Linked DNA regions of Arachis hypogaea: region 2 is linked to region 1. A link is a contact called in public Hi-C data. All regions are on one chromosome and are shown on one strand. Each heading gives the region's core, a stretch centred on a gene start, on an enhancer-like site or on the middle of the called end of the contact. The rest is flanking DNA. Distances are from core to core; before and after follow the strand shown. Region 1 holds the start of LOC112732772 (probable copper-transporting ATPase HMA5). Region 2 holds the start of LOC112732776 (sodium/hydrogen exchanger 8).

What was found. Hi-C and Micro-C count contacts between places; a contact is called where the count stands out from the background.
Region 2: a contact with region 1 is called in a Hi-C map of leaf, with 2.1 times the contacts expected there. The contact joins the promoter of LOC112732776 here to the promoter of LOC112732772 in region 1. A contact is called at or near these places in 2 of 8 Hi-C or Micro-C datasets (both in leaf).

What each region holds. Positions count from the first base shown.
Region 1 is chr13:114,445,419-114,448,824 of arahy.Tifrunner.gnm2.J5K5, forward strand. It overlaps LOC112732772 (probable copper-transporting ATPase HMA5), which reads right to left and starts at 1,557. Exons shown (of 6, transcript XM_025781552.3): 1 at 1,173-1,557. The coding sequence starts at 1,478.
Region 2 is chr13:114,745,523-114,748,928 of arahy.Tifrunner.gnm2.J5K5, forward strand. It overlaps LOC112732776 (sodium/hydrogen exchanger 8), which reads left to right and starts at 1,910. Exons shown (of 10, transcript XM_025781571.3): 1 at 1,910-2,115; 2 at 2,934-2,996.

The sequences.
Region 1 (3,406 bases), core at 307-2,806:
TAGCATACATAAGTACATATTTTAAATAGGAAAAAAAAAGGGAGGTCCACAAAAATATTATTTACTCTCTCTTCTTCTCTTTATGTATGCTATATATGTTTTGAATATGTAAGTGGGTATAAGATCAAGAAGCAACTAGCAACGGAGAAAACCCTAGCAGAAAAAGAGTACGTACTCTGTACTCAGGGAGAATGAGAGAAGGAGAATGAGAGAAGGAGAGAGCGGGAGAGAGCGTTTGAAAGTGAAACACGGTGAAAAAAATGGTCATGCCATCGAAAGAGATAAGGGGGAGAGCGTGAAAGGGTTTGCATTAGGTGTGAAGGAGGGATCAAGTAAGGGCAACCTTAGTTCTAGGGTGACTTCCAAGATTTCTTTCCGTGACAAGGTTATTGGATGACTAGATATGGTGTCAAGATTAACTCTAATCATGTTATTTGGTTTGAGTCTTGTACTGATCTCCAGCAAATCATTCGCTCGAATATAAGATAGTATTTGCTTTGTTTCTTTCCATGTTTAGACAAAAAAAATGTAAGTGGGTATCTACATTTGGATTCATATATATAAGAGTACTTCAAAAAAAAAAAACTGTGTATTAATTTTTTTTATATGAATAATATAGAAGTATAGATATATCGAATTTAGTATATTTTTATTATCATTAAATAAAGTACTTTTTAAAATAATATATAAAAAATAAATTATAACCACCGTATTCATTATAGCATAATCATATACTAGAATGATCCTATATAAAAATAAAAGATAAAAAATGATGTACTATTCATTTTTTTAGGGTTTCATAAATCAACATCAATGTTGTTAGAGTTCAACTGTGCAGTAGGAATGGATTACTTCCACGAGAATATAGTATGATAAGACAATACTAAAATAAGACTAAGGGAAGAATAATTGTTATTAAAGAAATACTTAATTAAAAATTTGGATGTAAAACTTGATAATTTCATGTTCATATAATTGATTAATTAGTCACAAAACCGGATAAAGAATTGTCAAACGTGTATGAGCATCACAATCTCCATTGTTCATTCAGTTCTGCATAGTACAATAATCAATGGAAGCAAAATCCTTGAAATCACATATATACACATTCACGTAAGATATGATAGCTAGGGTTAGCAATAACTAGTAAAGTTTAATAATGGTGTACTTACGTTAACGAAAGTGGGGTAGAAGAGGACCTGAGCACGGTTGTTAAGAACATCTACGACGGCCTCACGAATACCCGGAAGGCGTTTGATGGATTTTTCGACGGAGCCGGCACAGGCGGAGCAAGTCATTCCAGTGACGCAGAAATAGGCTTTTGCCAAGACCATAGTGTCCATGCTGCTCCCTTCTGCCGCCGAGACGCCCTTTGGATACCTCGGCATAGAAGGGTAGCGTGGTCGCGGCGAAAGGTGGCCGGAACTCGAGCCTCCATCGTTGCACACGCAAGCTAACGCGAGAAAGTTATTAGCCATGGAGGCATGCGAACAATAACTAACGTAACAACAAGATAGAAGCAGAAAATGCGTAACTTCAAATTAAAGGTTCAGTATCATTATCTGCTTTCCATCCCTTCTATTTATACTCGAATCTTGGCTTGGTTCTTAATTCAATTTTCTTTTTCCCTTTATTGCTCCAGACGGTGATAAACCCTGCTGGGCTCATGAAATTCAGCGACAAGACTTCCATATTATATCTAATAAATAAATATTTCCTGCCTCATTTATAATATTAATATTTGGGAGCCACTTAGATAAAGATGTCAAAAATATTTTTTTTTTAAAGGTGTTTTTTAAAAATTAGAATTTAACACATATAATCAATTAAATTGTATTATTTTTATTAAAATTAGACTGGACAAATCAGTTTAGCAAAAAAATTAATAAATTAAATTTTTAAACCAGTATAAATTAATATTTTTTTATAAAAAATTACTACAATATCCCTATTATAAAATACAACTAAAATATCCCTAACGATAGAGAAGAAAAGGGCTAGAATTTAAAATTCTCAAAATTAATATATATAATAAGAGTATTTTAGTCATTTTATATAATAGGATATTGTAGTCATTTTTTATAAAAAAATAATATTAATTTAGACGAATTTAAAATTTGATTCACTATTTTTCGGTTAAATTAATTTGTCTGACCTAATTTTGACAAAAATAACATAATTTAAGTGATTATATGTGTTAAATTTTAATTATTAAAAAATATCTTTAAAAAAAGACGTTTTTTGCGTTTTTATGGGAGCATCCCCTTAATATTTTTAGTTTAATTTTGATGCTAATAGTTTATAGTTATACAATCATATCCATCTACTTAAATGATTATTCATATAGTTAATAAAAATAATAATAATTTTTTATAATGTGATATTATATTATTAGATGCATATGTAAAATTATTTTATATAATAGCATAATTTTTTCATACTCATCTAAAAGATCGCGAATTTGAATCTCTCTATCTTTAATAAAAAAAAGTATATCAAAATTAAATTCTTAATATTCGTCTATTTGTATAAAAAATATTTAAATTATTTTTAGAAAATAAAATAAGAAGATACATGTTAATTATTGAAAAATATTATTATCAAGATGTAGATGCAGCTGACCATTTTATTTTTACTTTGAATATATTGTATTGATGTAGACTCTAACCAATTGTAATTAGTATCTTAACAGAATTGCATTAAACCACTTAATCAAGTATTTATATTTGTGTATCTGATCATTTATTGTTAAGTAATAAATTTTAAATGGAACTTAAATTTAGATTTTTTCACTTAAATAAAATAATCTCATTCTAAATTTACTTGATTTTCCTAAAATTATTTTTGAGATCTAAATATTCTTTTTCTAATAATATATAAGTCGTTCTAAAATTTTGTAGTTTATATAATATATTAATCACTGCACCTTATTAAAACGATTTATGCATGACTTGTGAAGAGTAACATCTAAATCTAGGGCTGGCAATGGATAGGGTATGGTAAAATTTGGACTCTATCCTAACTCTACCTGCAGGTTGAAAATTTTATTAAAACTCTACTCTACTCTACTTGTGGGTTGAAAATCTCTCAACCCTAATCCTATCCGCACCCTAAAGTTCTAAACCCTACCTTACCCTACCATACCCGCAGAAATATCAATTTTTTTCAAAGTAAATATAAAATTCAATCATTTTAAATTTTATACATATTAATAACATAAAAAATAAAAAACTAATGCTCTAAATTACTAAATTAATTAACTATTTTAGTGGTTGTTCAGTAAGTCATTACATAAGGGAGATTGTGGGTTCAACTCTCACTTCCTTCATTATATACCTATTTTGTAATAAAATATGTGTTATATATGAGGTGCGGGTAGGGTAGGGTAGGGTAGGGCCCCGCAGGC
Region 2 (3,406 bases), core at 660-3,159, 300 kb after region 1:
ACCCTTAAATCTGCACAAAGTCTTCATCATTGCCTCCTAAAGAAGAACATTTACCCCAACTTTCTTTGTTTGAGCTTGTACATGAGAAACAATCTTTAATTTGATTATTTATCTTATCCTGTAAAATCATAAAGTATGGGGATATAAGAGTCGCATTTCTTAGCAAAACTACTAAAAACATCATCACACCCATAATTATGATCTCTGCATCATAAAACTATGTCCTACATGGAGTGTTTTTAAAAAACATGAATAAACATGAGTGTTTACATCACGCCCATAATGTAGCTGAATGACTGAATCATACTAGCATATAAATATAACTATATAAGATCCTAAAAGCTAATCACCTCATTCTGGAACCATAAAAATAGAATTTAAAATTTTTTAAACCTCATAAACAGAACCAAAAAAATTTGAACAAACACATAAACAGAACAAAAAAACAATTGAATGAAATCAATGAAGTGAATTCATACAAAAAAACTGAACAAAAACATAAATAAAACAAAAAATTGAATGAAATCAATGAAGAAAATTCTTACCTGAGGCTGAGGCTCTATTGAAACTCTAGAAGTGCAGCGATGAAGGGATGACACGATGCTGAACGACGACGCTGACTCGCTGAGAACGACGACGCTGACTTGCTGAGAATGACGATGCTAAACGAAACGATGCGGGTGCCACGACGACAGCAGAGAGAACGATGGCGCACTGAGGCGAATGACGCGAAGAGAGAAGAGAGATACTGAGAATAAACGAGGGATGGAGAGAGGCTAAGAATGACGCCGGGAGATGCACTGAGACCGGCAGCAAGGGCTGGGCTGGACGGCAACAGCAGAGACCAGAGAAGACAGAAGAGTGGAGAAAGGGGTGGTGGTTCTGACTTCTGTGGATAGAAAGGAGAGTGCAGTGAGTTTACAGGGTAAAGAAATTACGGTTACACTAGATGAATTTTAAAAATATTTATGGTAAATATAAAAGTTAATTATTATTATTAACCCCTATATGGGTTATATTTGTAAATTATTGATTGAGCACATCTGAAAAACTTAAAAGACTTGAACTTATTAAAGACAGACACTATAAATTGTCCACACTTTGAAATTTGTTGTAAGGCAATAATACATAAAAAAAATGTGAGTTTGTACCAAGAGAATTTAATATTATTTTAAATTTGATAATACAATCATTACAAAATTTAATAGTTTTTTTCAAAATAGAGCATGATTGAATCAAAATCGTTTACGGACCCATTCAATAAGTAATTTTATTTTGCAATATTTAATTTTTATCATTTAACTTTTAACTTTTGTAACTTACAAAGTTACACAAACAAATAACTTTATACATCATTATTAATTTAATATCAATGACTAATTACTAATTTGACAATCAAAATATGCAACACGATATTCTTTAATTGCATTAAATTAAAATTAAAATATTAAAATTAAAACTGAAATATACATATATCACTACAAGAAAAAGTGTATTTTTCGATGCTAAAAATCGACGGTTATCTCTCCCATCGATATTTTTCGACGGCTTGCTGTCGATATTATTAAAAATGATAATTAAAAATAAAATATTAAAGTCAACAGCAAGGTCGTCGATTTTTTGGTAATCCATTAACCGTTCTCTTATTATCGACATATTCTCGACGGACCGTGAGTGGAAAATACTTTTATTTTAAAATCGACGAACATAGCATCTATTTTATTATTTAAAATATCGACACATTTTGTCGTCGATAAATTTAAACGATCTTAATCACTTTTCAAAATAAAATGGAGGGTATAGATTTAATATATAAAATCGACGACTAAGACATTTTTTTTTAAATTAAAATCAACGAGTATGCTATCGATTTTTATCAATAAAATAACTTTTCCCCCACTCACTCCTCGCGTTTCCTTCATTTCCCCAAATTCACCATTTCAATTTTCCCCGACCCTTATTTTATCCCTGAATTCACCTTGCATACTTCAACCCTCATTCTCCATCCGTCGCTCTACTGCTTCCGTGCGGCTGTCGCTCCACTGCTTCCATCACATCGGTGCTGCTGTTGCTTTGTCTCTCTGCACTGTTGTTGTTGCTGCTCAATCAAAATTAGTTACTCACTTACTCTCTCTCTCTCTCTCTCTCTTTTGTTCTTCATTGATTTTTCATCAATTTTTTGGATAAAAAATTTGCTTAGCATTACTACAGAATAGGTCTTCAAAGATTGATTTGGTACTAATCATTAATCTAATTTGGATCCTGAAGCAACTTAAAAAGCACAGAAGAACCTAGTATCTAATTTCTTCAATCCCTAATTTCTCAGATTCACTTCAATTATTCTGTAGCATAAACTCATGTTTTTTTTTATTCACTACTTTTTTTAATGATTCTGTTTGTATTGAGCGACTTTAATTTGTTTTCTTTTGTTTTAGATTGAATCTTAACTCTATAATTTGTTACTGAACTCTTTTCAAAGCCAACTTCAGTTTCATTTGGAAATTCCCTATTTCAGGTACAAACTATGACCTAATCGTAATCTCCTATTTCCTAAATCCAGAAATCCTGGTCATGTTTTTTCTGGTCCTAATCGTGACTCTCTGAAGTCATGAACTCTACTGAGAGGAAAGAATTATTCAGAAATTTTTAATTTATGCCTAGAATTAATCATGTTTGTGGTGGCTAAGTCATCTAAAATCTAAACCAAATATAGGTGTTGTTGCTTTTTGCATTTTGTATAGGACTCAGATCTCTCTATTTCATTGCCTACATTCTGAACAAATTGACTAGTTGTTTGCACTTATTAGATTTATTGCAAGATTTTACAATGACTAATTTGTTCCCAAAAACTAACGATAGTTAAATCCTGGTCATGTTTTTTTTGTTCTATTTTATTTTAAGAGCTAATATGTGTCTAAGTTTTGTGCTAGCAGAAAACAAGTTCGCAGTGAGAAGTGGAGCCAAAACTTCAGGTGATCTTCCTCAGTTTGAGTCCTGTAAGTCAATTTCAATTATTGATCTAGATAAGAACAACTTATCTGGAACTATACTAAACAGCTTTTCCAAATGTCAGGCTCTTGAAAAACTGAACTTGTCGAACAACAATATGATAGGTCATATACCAGAAGAACTAGCCAGTATCCCTGTTCTTAGTGTTATAGACCTATCAAATAAATCAATGGCCCCATACCTGAAAAGTTTGGTAGTTCTTAAAGTTTACAACTTCTCAATGTGTCCTTCAACAATATCATGGGTTCAATTCCAACAGGGAATTCATTCAAATTGATGGGTAGCAATGCATTTGTTGGGAATTCTGAACTTTGTGGAGCACCGCTCTGACCATGTCCTGGTTCAGTTGGAATATTGGGGAGCAAAGGAACATGGAGGCTTACCCGTATTCTGCTAC